3 separate regions of the Mus musculus genome follow, and all the other regions are linked to region 2. Evidence: chromatin contacts called from public promoter capture Hi-C data. All regions are on one chromosome and are shown on one strand. Each heading gives the region's core, a stretch centred on a gene start, on an enhancer-like site or on the middle of the called end of the contact. The rest is flanking DNA. Distances are from core to core; before and after follow the strand shown. Region 1 holds the start of Doxl2 (diamine oxidase-like protein 2). Region 2 holds the start of Tra2a (transformer 2 alpha). Region 3 holds the start of Tmem176a (transmembrane protein 176A).

Evidence for each region. Promoter capture Hi-C pulls out the DNA fragments that hold promoters and counts their contacts. Capture Hi-C pulls out chosen DNA fragments and counts their contacts.
Region 1: a promoter capture Hi-C map of stem cell-derived epiblast-like cells shows a contact between it and region 2, with 2.1 times the contacts expected there. The contact joins the promoter of Doxl2 here to the promoter of Tra2a in region 2. A contact is called at or near these places in 3 of 39 promoter capture datasets (the 3T3-L1 cell line, frontonasal cranial neural crest and stem cell-derived epiblast-like cells).
Region 3: a contact with region 2 is called in a promoter capture Hi-C map of liver. The contact joins the promoter of Tmem176a here to the promoter of Tra2a in region 2. A contact is called at or near these places in 5 of 39 promoter capture datasets (the 3T3-L1 cell line, 3T3-L1-derived adipocytes, the HPC-7 cell line and 2 more), 1 of 115 datasets of contacts at active chromatin or transcription factors (bone marrow-derived macrophages) and 1 of 9 other capture datasets (liver).

The regions. Positions count from the first base shown.
Region 1 is chr6:48,973,151-48,976,729 of GRCm38.p6, reverse strand. It overlaps Doxl2 (diamine oxidase-like protein 2), which reads right to left and starts at 1,784. Exons shown (of 4, transcript NM_001029987.2): 1 at 27-1,784. The coding sequence starts at 1,587.
Region 2 is chr6:49,261,419-49,265,308 of GRCm38.p6, reverse strand. It overlaps Tra2a (transformer 2 alpha), which reads left to right and starts at 1,257. Exons shown (of 8, transcript NM_198102.2): 1 at 1,257-1,471. The coding sequence starts at 1,436.
Region 3 is chr6:48,840,195-48,844,077 of GRCm38.p6, reverse strand. It overlaps Tmem176a (transmembrane protein 176A), which reads right to left and starts at 2,595. Exons shown (of 7, transcript NM_025326.4): 1 at 2,489-2,595; 2 at 1,677-1,874; 3 at 1,379-1,489; 4 at 237-293; 5 at 1-117. The coding sequence starts at 1,871. It overlaps Tmem176b (transmembrane protein 176B), which reads left to right and starts at 2,704. Exons shown (of 7, transcript NM_001164207.1): 1 at 2,704-3,082.

The sequences.
Region 1 (3,579 bases), core at 535-3,034, 290 kb after region 2:
ATGGAGGGTCTGATTTCAAGTCCTACCTGCCACATCCAGGTCAACACGGTAATGCACAAGGTGGGTGTGGCTGTGGCCAAGCTGGTGAGTCAGCAGGTGAGTTTCTCTCAATCCTTCACGGGTATAGATGGTGGTGTGGATGTAACCTGTGGCATGCATCTTGGCTGAGATCGTGCCCGTAGTATAGAAGATGAAGTCCCAGATGTAATCAAAATTGTAGAGCGCTGAGGTTGCCCGTAGCACCAGTTTGTGTCCCATCACATCTGAAAAGAAGTTGATTTTGCCTGCAGAGTTGGTGTTAAAGGTAGGCCTAACAGGCACCCCTGTGGGTATCTCAAAGAGGCAGAGGGCTCGTGGATAACGGACAGGCCCATCAGTGCCATGGTAGTGGATGACGTCTAGGAAGGTGGCTGTCTCTGGACAGTTGATGCCAGGGGCTAACTCGTGAGTTACAGTGCCCAGGCTCCAGCCTAGATCCATGGTTTTGGTCAGTTCTCCTGCAGGTGTTTTTTCTCTATGCACAGCCATAGCACCTTGCACGCCAATCTCATAGGCTATATACTCATTCCTGAAGTGCACATTCAATATCTGCAGCCCAGAAGATGGTCGAAGCTGGAAGGAGAAACTCCAGTCTTTGTAGATCACAGTGTTACCCTCTAGGTGGTATCTGGAATCATTGGCTTGTTTCACATGGGGCCCAGATTTTCTGAGGGGCGCTGCGAATTTCCCACCAGGCTTGTTAAAGACTTGTGGCAGCTCTGTGTTCTTGGGACGCAGGTCCTTGAGGACCACCGTGTCCACTTCTCCATCTGCATATTTCTGAGCCAGTTCCTCTGGGCTGCTGTAGAGCTTCCCATTATACCAGACCTGCTCTACTCTCCAGTCTCGGATATCTGTGCTCCCATGATCCACAAGGACCTCCAGACCTGTGGGTTGTAGCAGGCGATCTTTTACAATGCGCTGCAAGAGGAACCAGGTGGCCCGATGTCTAGACTCCACACTATGGGGGGCCACATGGGTGAAGGTCAGACACTGGCCATTGCAGTCCTCTAATGAGAAGCCAGTGGTGTCAAGGAAAAACCCCTTTAAGGGTGTGGTGGCCTCCTTGATTTTGTGGTAGAGAAGGCTTTGCTCTGCTTTGGACATGGGTCTGGATGCCCAGGATCGATGTTTCTCTGGCCTGGGGAACAGTTCTCTCATGTAGATGGGCTGTGGCAGGGGCCCTACAGCAAACTCGGTGACATTGGGGTGCTCCTGGGCACTAAAGAAAATGATGACACGGGCTTCCCGCACAGGAGGTCTGGTTCCTTTATTCAGAAACTCTAGGACCACCTTCTTGTTGGGCAGCAGAGTCTCAATGAGGAACACAGAATTCTTGTCCAAAGCCTGTGTGCCGGATGGCTGCAGCTCCAGCTCCGTCCTGCCCATCAGGAAGCTGTGCACAGCCTCCATCTCCTGGATGCTCAGGTCTGAGAACACCTGGGCCTTGCCATTCAACATCCAGCTGGGGTACTCTGCCATGGTCTCCTGTAGAACCAACACGATGGCCATGCAGCCCAGTGCCAAGCTCCTTTGTGCCAACCCCATGGCTCTGGAACTCAGCAGAAGAGAGGAGAGAACTTAGGTATATCTGTCTCCAAGCCAGCACTCAAGAGCACCTTGTCTCTAAGTCCTGTCTTATCCCCCCTGACTGTGCTTCCTCCCTTACGCAGCTGAAGCCAGAGCTGGAATCTCTGGGTCTTTACTCACAGTTCACAGTGCTGTTCAGGTCCTCATGTGCATCCACCTACTTCCTCCAGGGTAAAACCTTTTATACATTTTCTTATCTCCTACTGTTTTCCCCTTTTGGTGTTATAACACTGAGGAACATTCTTCAGCAGGGTGCAGTGAGTCACAACAGCCCAAGGCTTGCTCCTCAAGGGCTACACATGGCCTGAGCTCTGGTGGCCAGAGGGCTGCAGTAAGAGCAAAATTCCATTTGTGAGTCAACAGATGATCATTTAGAGGGCTGCATGCTGAAATTTAGGTGAAACGTTTAAAGCACAAGAAGGGAGGATGATACAAGAAAGTAAGGCCGGTGGGATGGAGAGATAATGTTTGAAAAAGCCACAGGGAAACATTTTTATAAGCTTACTGAAAAAACACTTCTCTACACAGAGACACAGACACAGACAGACACAGACACAGACACAGACACAGACACAGACACAGACACAGACACAGACACAGACACAGACACAGACACAAAGACATAGACACGGACACGGACACGGACACAGAAACAAAGACATAGACACACTTAAAGAGAATTACACTACCCAAGATGATATTGATCCCTCAGAAGAGCTGTTGACCAACAGCAAGCCCTGTGCCAGCCCTGGGAAGCTTCCCTTTGGGTTGTTGGTCAGGGGGATTTCTGTGAGACCACCAGAGTAGTGTAGGCTATTGGCATTGCCATTGGTTGCTTCTCACAGCTTGAAGGTAAGACTCAACTGCTGGAGACATTACATCCTTCGGATAAAAGACTTGAAGGAATTTAGTCTTGTCTGACTTGGAAGCCTCCTACTTAAGGACTGGGTCTTATGCTTTCCCAAGGTCAGTTCAAACTTCCCAGAAAGAAAAACTATCAATAGTCCTACTGAACTGTAAAGCATACAAATGAACAGCCTGGCAAAGGCAGCCTGTATGGTGCAATAGTGACACCTATGTTGGGGTGATGGGCAGCCATCTAAATGTATCTAAGGCCCATGCACAAGGTGGGAGTTGACAACTGTAAATCTAGTCTATTCCCACCAGCTAGAAAGGCAGGGATTTTTGGGGTACTCACAGACCTCAGCCCCTGCAGCCCTGTTCTTTCTTGTACCTTCTGGTGAGACTTCCCGCCAGGTCCTGCTGTATACAGCATTCCCGGGACACACTGGCTTTACACATGAGCTGGCTGCTGAATCTGCCATCAGGCCTTGCTTCTGCAGATCCTGACTGGGGTGTTCCTGGCTTCCAGATGAACGCCCCTCCCCAAAGCCTTGCACCGGTCATGGATGTTGGAAGTCCCCATCTGACCTTTGCTCTCCACTCAAGGCTCCGTCTGGGTCTCCAGCAGGAGTTTCACTCATGAGGTCTTGATGAGGTCAAGGCTTGATGAGGCCTGTGAGGAGGTGGAAGGATTCTGAGTGGTCCTTTTTATCATAGGTAATTCATTGCCATAGGTTCCCACATTAGAAATCTTTTGTGGAGAAAGCCAGTGAGGGGCTTAGAAGCCTGTGGTACTGGGCCAGTTACAGGGGTCCTGGGTACAGTCAACAGTTCTGATGGGGAGTTTCTTGTTTGTTTGTTTTTTTTTTTTCTCAAGACAGCGTTTCTCTATGTAGTTTGGGCTGTCCTGGAACTTGCTCTGTAGACCAGGCTGGCCTCCAACTCAGAGATCTGCCTGCCTCTGCCTCCCAAGTGCTGGGATTAAAGGTGTATGCCACCATGTCTGGCTATAAAATTCAATCTTAGAACAGGAATTTAGCTAAGGAAGCTTAGGCACTCTCCAGGGACATGGTGGAGAGCTGGGCATAGAACCTGCGCACTGTCAAC
Region 2 (3,890 bases), core at 8-2,507:
AGCAACCACATGGTGGTTCACAGCCATCCATAATGAGATCTAACACCCTCTTCTGGTGTGTCTGAAGACAGCTACAGTGTACTTACATATAATAAATCTTTTTTTTTTTAAAGAGTTTGATAACTAGCTCTCTGACATTTCTGATAGGCTCTCTTTTTATATCTCAGGTTGGCTGGAACTTCCAACAGTCCTTCCTTCTAGACGCCTAAGTGGTGGGATCACAGGCACAGATCACCACACCCAGCTATTTCAGGTCTTTGTGAATTCATTATTTGTGCTGGTGTTCCTTATTTTTCTAGAGCAAGAAGTATGGATACTAATGTTGCCAAACAATATATTCCCCCAATTTATTTTTATTTATTTACATGTTCTACAGTGTTGAGGACTAAACCCAGAGCCTAGTACATGCTAGGTGTGCTGGATAATTTTCTATCAACTTGGCACAGATAAGGTCACCTGAGAGGAGGGAACTTCAATTAAAATGCCCCCCGCTGTGGTGGGAGCTCATGCCTTTATTCCCAGAACTTGGGAGGCAGAGGCAGGCAGATTTCTGTGAGTTCCAGGCCAGCCTGGTCTACAGAGGGAGTTCCAGGACAGCCAGGGTTACACAGAAACCCTGTCTTGAGGTTTGGAAGCAGAGAAGAGTGAGAAACTCATGGCTTTTCAGTATAACCCCATCTGTGTATATATTGTTATTTCAACGTTTAAAAGGGCAGATACTAGCCGGGCGTGGTGGCTCACGCCTTTAATCCCAGCACTCGGAAGGCAGAGGCAGGCAGATTTCTGAGTTCGAGGCCAGCCTGGCCTACAAAGTGAGTTCCAGGACAGCCAAGGCTATACAGAGAAACCCTGTCTCTGTAAAAAAACCAAACCAAAAAAAAAAAAAGGGGGGGGGGCAGATACTGGGGATAAGGAAAACTCAGCTGGAAAAGTCGGTTTGTTTGTTGGGTTTTTGTTTGCTTGTTTTTGGTTGGTTTGTTTTGCTATGCAAGAAAGACCTGAGTTCCATACCTAAAGAGAACAAAACCAAAAAAACTCAAGAACAAAACCCCACAGGCAAAGCCAGGCGATGACACACGCCTTTAATTCCAGCACCCGGAGGACAAACCGACCCAACGCCAAACAGCAAGCTCTTGAAACCCGCCAATCTCCCGCGCTAGGCCAGGCGGACACAAAGCCTCCCGGGGCGGAGGCGGGGTTCGCGACGACGTCATCACAGGTCCGCCCCTTGACGTCAGGCGCCGGGGACACCAGGAGGTTTCTGGCGGCACGGGCGCCATTTTGCCTGAACGTGCGAGCTGGTGGGAGTGGAACGCACTGGCCGTTGTAGCCGTCGCCTTCTTCCTCCCCACAGTCCGAACAGCGCGGTGACTAGGCCGTCGGCCCTCGAGCCGAGACATATCTCTTATTTAGTTCTCGGGAGCGCCTGGCCGACATGAGTGATGTAGAGGAGAACAACTTCGAGGGCAGAGTGAGTACAAAGCCGCGGGAGCCGTCTTCGGCGGCGGCCCGATGCTCCGGGGCTCGGGGACGAGCGCGGTCGGTCGGGCGAGGTGGCGGGGCCCTCAGGAGCAGCCTTGAGGGCCACCGCGAGCGCGTCACGTCCCAAGATGGCTTCGGGGTCCCCCTGCGTGCCCAGATGCCCCACTAGCCCGCAGCGCTCCTTTCTGGCGGCTGACTGGTACCTGGCCTGGTCCTATCCTCTCCTGTCGCTCCCTTTCCTCTCAGCTTCCCATCTCTGCTCCGAGGTGCGGGTCCCCGGCGCGGTGGGGCAGGAGGCGGCGGGGCGCTCCCTCCGGCCGGATAGTGGTAGGTGCTTCCTGCGGTGGCATCTCGGGCCACCACCACCCCTCCTCCGGCCATCGCAGCGGGGTCTCGGGGTCAGAAGTGCGCGGGGCTGCTGTCCGGGCGGGGAATCGCTGGCGCGGGACTAGCTGGGGCCTGTTGTCTCCTTGGCTCTCTGTTGCAGTGAGCGGCCGCGTCTCCGTCGGAACCGGCGGCGTCGCGTCTGTAAAGGCGAAAGCCTTGAGGTTGAAGGTGGGACGAGCCCAGTGAAGTGGTTAGTCAACGACCGCAGCGACCCTTAAGAGTCCTTAAGACGAGAGCGAGCGGGGAAGGGAAAACTACGCAAGAGCCTTTCCCCTTAATGTCCTCTTTCCTTTCGCTTCTAAATGAATGTGGAAATGCAGTGACGCCTGTTTTCCTAACAGCTAGATGTTGGGTTCTTTATGTCTCAACTTCCAAAGCTTTCCTTCCTGTGACCATTCCTCTGAAAACTCCTTTACAGATCTTTATGGCTAAACTGCCAAGACATCTTACTTTAAACCTTACGTAACTGAACAAATTTCTTGCCTCAGTTTTCAAAAAAGAAAAGAAAAAAGCTAATCATTGTTAACTCAAAAGATTATACCTGAAATTTACAGACCCTCCCCCGTTTTTCTCACCCATTCCCCGGAAAAGGGACTCAAGACTTTGGTTATCTGAGGTCTTGTGAGTATAAACCGTATATTCACAAAGCTTGAGTATATTATTAGAACGTTACCGGTTTTTGAGTTTTATTCCGAAGTTACCCTAGTATTGGAAATTAATGGAAGTGAGTCCTGGTAAAACCATGGAAGGAAAAAAAAGGGAAACAAAAGTCCCATGGTACTCGAGGGCTGGCAGTTGTGTTGGTATTCTAGTGGAGGAGGGGCGGGTGGAAAAAAGCCGCTGGAGGGCTTTGCTGAAGGAAAGAATTTGTCCCTTTTGGAAGCTCGGGATTTAGACACCTGTACTCTGTCAGTCAAGTCATATACGGTCAGTTAGGGTTTTGATCTTGAGAAAAGAGGGTGCATTTTGTTTGTTTATTTTTTTATTTAATGCACTAGGACAAGGTCATAACTACATTTAACTTTGATTGGATTATTTGAATGAAATTTGCACACAACGATTGAGTTGAACCTGCTTACTATTTTTAGGATTGTTTTATTGTACTAACAACTTTTAAAGACTATGAAGTAAATATTTCACGTAGTTGTATTACTTGTGAAACTAAGTAATTAGGAAAAGACGGTTGGGGTTTGGGTGTGTTGTTTTGTTGTTATTGTTCCTGGTTTAGTCTGTGGGACTTGTACCAGTGTTGCTCTGATGGCTCTGATTGCTGCTCTGGTTCTCCCATTTGTCCTCTAGTGGAAGGAGTAGTGGATAATTACCACCTTCCCACAAATTATTGAAGATTCCTATCCACTTTTCAGTTTATTTAGGTATTAACAACCTAGTTAACAGATAGGGACTTTCTAGCTCCCTCTCTTCTGCCATTAGTAGTACAGCAGTACCTGTGGTTCAGTTTACATCAGCGCTTTCAGGGTCAGTTACAGCTCTTTAAGATGTAACAGTTTTTGTTTTGTATTCTTAAATTATGATTGAACAGACTTGTAATTACATAAAGAATTAGAAGGCTAGAGGCTTGTGGGGGGGTTCATATTGATTTTTGTTGTTTTTGAGCTTTGTGGGAGTGGAACCCAGGCCTTTTGCATACCAGGCAAGTGCTGTACCACTCCTCTTCTTAAAGCAGCTAAGTATTTAAATACAGTGCTTTGTTTTTTTTGTTTTGGTGGGAGGTTGTATGCTTTTTCCCCCCTGTTGACCATAATTGCTATGCCCCTTTATCATTGCCTGTAGAGGTGTCTGAGGGCAGCTTCCTAAGAGAGATGTTTGAATGATGTGTTGAAGTTATTTACATGGTAGTTAGACTTCAAACTCTTCTCATTACCCTAAACTAGGGGAGGCATTGACAGGTCAGTAGTCAAATGCTGGGCCTATTGGGTATTTTTAAAAGATTATTAATATAGGGTTTTTATTATTATTTCCCTTCTGTTGGAATTTATTGGGAAGATTGCATCTGATACATA
Region 3 (3,883 bases), core at 1,346-3,845, 420 kb after region 2:
TTGACAGACATCATCTCCGAGAAAATACCAGTAAAAATTCAACTCACGAGACCCAATAACGATGGCAGCCACAGCGGTGCAGAAACTTGCCAGCACAAGAAGGGTCCTCATCAGGGCCTAGGTAGAGCAGAAGAGAGACCTCAAAGATTCAGTTTTAGCCAGCCTGTGTGTGATGGGGCAGGAGGTCTAGCATAGCCTTGAGGCAGAGCCTGGGTCCTGCCTGGTCCTAAACTTACCCAGCAGGTACCACCCCGTTTCTTGTGAAGGAAGGCAACAGCTCCAGCCAGCATAGCCTAAGGAGTGATTGAACCAAAAGAATCAGTATAGGACAAGTGTCTGTTAATCCCCCGCCTCATTTCCTCTGTGTTTGCCATCTGTAGTGCCAGCCACATGGCCTAGAGCATTTCCTCTGCATCTCAGATGTTCTGCTATGTTCTGTTGTCTATGGTGGAGTAACTGTGTGGGACAATGAGCTTGGAGCACAGTTGTGAGGCTGTAGGGCACTGTTTTATTGACACCTAAGTGTACACGGTTGAGTCAGGTGGGAACCTTCCTATCCATCCCAACCACCTTCTTTTAAAGTCACACTAAATTCTTCAAGAACGTTCCAGGGACCAGAGATCTTGTAGGTCAGAGTCCCATACTGTTGGAAAAGCTGGGGATGCAGAATGTGACTTTAGGCAGCCTTGGGTCCAGACACTTGTCTTAGCAGCCGTTGGGTCCATCTAACTAGGATAGAAGAACGGGGAGTCTGACGCAGTTCGGTGGGCAGATGGGTCCTGATCCTATTTGATTATTCTATAACCAGTCCATATAATCCTGCCATTGGATGGATTAGCATGGTTACTTTAATCTCTCCTCTCAATACATATGTTTTGCTGTTCTGAAAGTGTGGGTCTATCAGAAAGTCCTTTGTACCTATGACATAACCAGCTCAACCTAACCAGCTGTCGTTAAATACAATAGCACTCTTCTGACAAAATTCATCCCTGGATCCCCATAGGATGAGCATAAGGAAGTAAGAGAGCCAGAAGACAATGCTTCCTGCCTGATGCACTCCGCTTTCCCTGTCTTGAGGCAGGCATTAGAGGTAGATAAGCCCTGAGAGCCTTAACTGTTGATGACTACTGATGGCAAGGAGCTTCTGTCAGCCTGCTGGGAGAAGCATGGGACAAGAGACAAAGCTGACCTGCAGCTGCACAGGCGACCATTTCATCATTTGTCATGTACACAAGCACCAGACTGGCTTACTTAATTCAGGTCTTGTTTGGCTACATACTCTGGGGTGCCACATCAATGGTGGTGGTGGAAGGGAAGCAAAGGGACCGCCATCCCTGTGCTCTCAGACAGCCCTGGACCTTCATGATGCCACACTCACCACGATCCCAGTCCAGAAGGGGGCGCCTTCGGAATACATGGCTAAATAATGGCCTATGTAGAGGGTTCCACCCAGAACCACACTCAGAGCCCCCAGCACAGTCTGCACCACCTGGAAGAGAGAGGACTTGAAACACAGCTCTCCAGCAGCAGGGCTACCTGTTAGCTGCAACTGTCTGTACACACAGACAAAATCAACTCAATGTCTTAGGAGGACAGATGTATAGAGGAGGCCAGAGGAAAATATGGCCCAAATGAGGGTCCCTCCCTGGGCCCATCAAGCACGTAGCTACTCTCACCCAGGAGGCCACCAGCACTCTGCTGCTGCCCTGGCTCTGGGTGGAAGCGGATGCTGGAATCCTTAGCAATGAGCATCCGGCCAGCAGAAGTTTGGCCAGAGCAGACTCCTGGTGGATGTGCACATCAATGTGGGTGGGTTGTGGAGCCTCAGGGTCCACCTTGCCGACGACTGCAGTCTCCATGTCTGTGGACATCGTCTGTGAGGGAGAAAAGGAAAAGCAGGAAGAAATATTTGGCAGATGTTTCAGAGGCGGCTTGGAGTTGGGGGCTAACAGAGACACAGAATGGCTGCCCCTGGCTGTGGAGCTGTATCTTCAGCTCTTTTGGAGGGTTGTCTGTCAGGGAAGCCTGATGCTGGAGTACCCGCTTCACCCCACATTTGCTTTGTGCCCCACTGCCATGGTCTTCAGGAGCCTGATGTTTGGATCAAGCAGAACGCACACAACCTATCTCTTCACCCAACCTCTGATTGGATCTCTTCTCCCCAGCATTTTCTGAATCCAGGTCAGAGGCCAAGCCCCTTAAACAGTGTCCCCCTCTAACTGCCCCATAAGCTTCTGTTGCAATTATCTCTTCCCTACCAGGGTCCCAGGGACCACCTCACCCAGACGCCACCATCTCCTTGGATGAACGACAAGCACTGACTGACCCTGTCCCCACAGAATTGAGTGGTAGAGATGGAGGCCATACCTGTCCCTGGAGGCACACCCCAGTGTGTCCACTCCCCTAGCAAGCTCGCAGGGCGTCAGACTGGATGGATCTGGATGGACTGGGAAACGAGCTATGCTAAAGTGATGGTGGGCTGTCTTACCTGATTCCTCTGGGACCGGGGAAGTGTGCAGCAGGGAAGGCCAGAGCTCACACAGAGGCGCTGGCAGTAGTTGAGAACTTCAGCCCTGGCAGGAGGAAGAACCTGGGTGGGAGCCAGAAGGGGAGGGGGAATGGGCAGACCTCAACACTTCCTGGCAGGCAGCTGGGACTGAGGGCCCCTTTAGGGGTTTTCCAGCAGGCAGCTCCTCACTGGGCACTGGAGAGCTGGAGAAGGTGGGCGAGGTAAGAGCTGGGGTTGGCACTGATTGTTCCTGTGGAATCCTTTGATTGCACAGTGCTCTCTCTCCCAGTCAGGGATAGAGCTTTCTGAGCAGGTGCTGGCCTGTGCCACCTTGGGTGTATGAGTGTATCTGTGTCACCTGTATCCCTGCTCCAGCAGGCCTGATCATCTACTCCTGATGGACCCCCCTCAAGTGGGGCCCTTTCCTGTCAGCTACTTGCTGGCAAACTGAGAGACTCCATGTCAGGCCCCATCCCTCCACCCCCTTCTTGCTCTCCTCTCTCTGGGGTCAGCTTTAAGCCAGCTCCTCCCAGACCTCTCAGTTCCAGCCCCACCCATCGCAGAGGACAGCAGGTGAGACAGGACCCTTCACGGCCCCTTGGTAGCCCCCTTTTGAAGCATAGGGTTCCTTCTTCTCTGGAAGAGTCTCCAAGTCTACTCCTCAAGCTCCATCTTGGCTCAGGATGCTTCTCCTTCCTTCTATCTCTGCTTTCCTGTAGGACTCTGGGGAGGGAGGGATGTGTTGGACAGAGGATGTGACTCTGGAAACAGGGCTGAGGCTGGGGAGGTCAGAGTCTGGCTTTACCTTCCATAGTTATCAGTGCCTCACGCCTGCGTTCTAAGAGCAGGGCCTTTGAGACCACGCAGAGGTGGGACAGCTGTGGGGACACGGGGTGTTCTTTTTCTTTGTTTCTGAACACTGGGAGGAGGGATATCAGAGAGCCACTATCTGGAGCGGTGCCAGAAGTGGTGAGAGGCTTCTTGGTGCCTAGGGCTTTAGTTCCTGCTCTGCAGAGGAAGCAGAGGGATTCTGGGTGGCCAGGGCAGGGATAGCACTGGGGGTCTAGAGGGGGCCAGCACCCAGACAACTGAGACTTTATTCCTGGAACCTCAAGGGAAGGTGTGAACCTGAGGCCTTCATTTGTGTTTCTCTTCGTCCCTCCTGAAAAGTTGTCAGACTCCTGTGCTTTCGGCTCTGAGGTGCACGGGTGAGTGGAAGGTGCTCCGTGGCGTGGGGGAGAACATGAAGGGATGCAAAGGGAAGTGACTGGAGTGGCCGTCAATATCCAGTCAGAACTGATGCTTAACCAGACTGCCCAGGAGAGCCACTGGGCAGAACTTCTTTTGGACAGAGGCAAGCCATCAGAGGGGCTA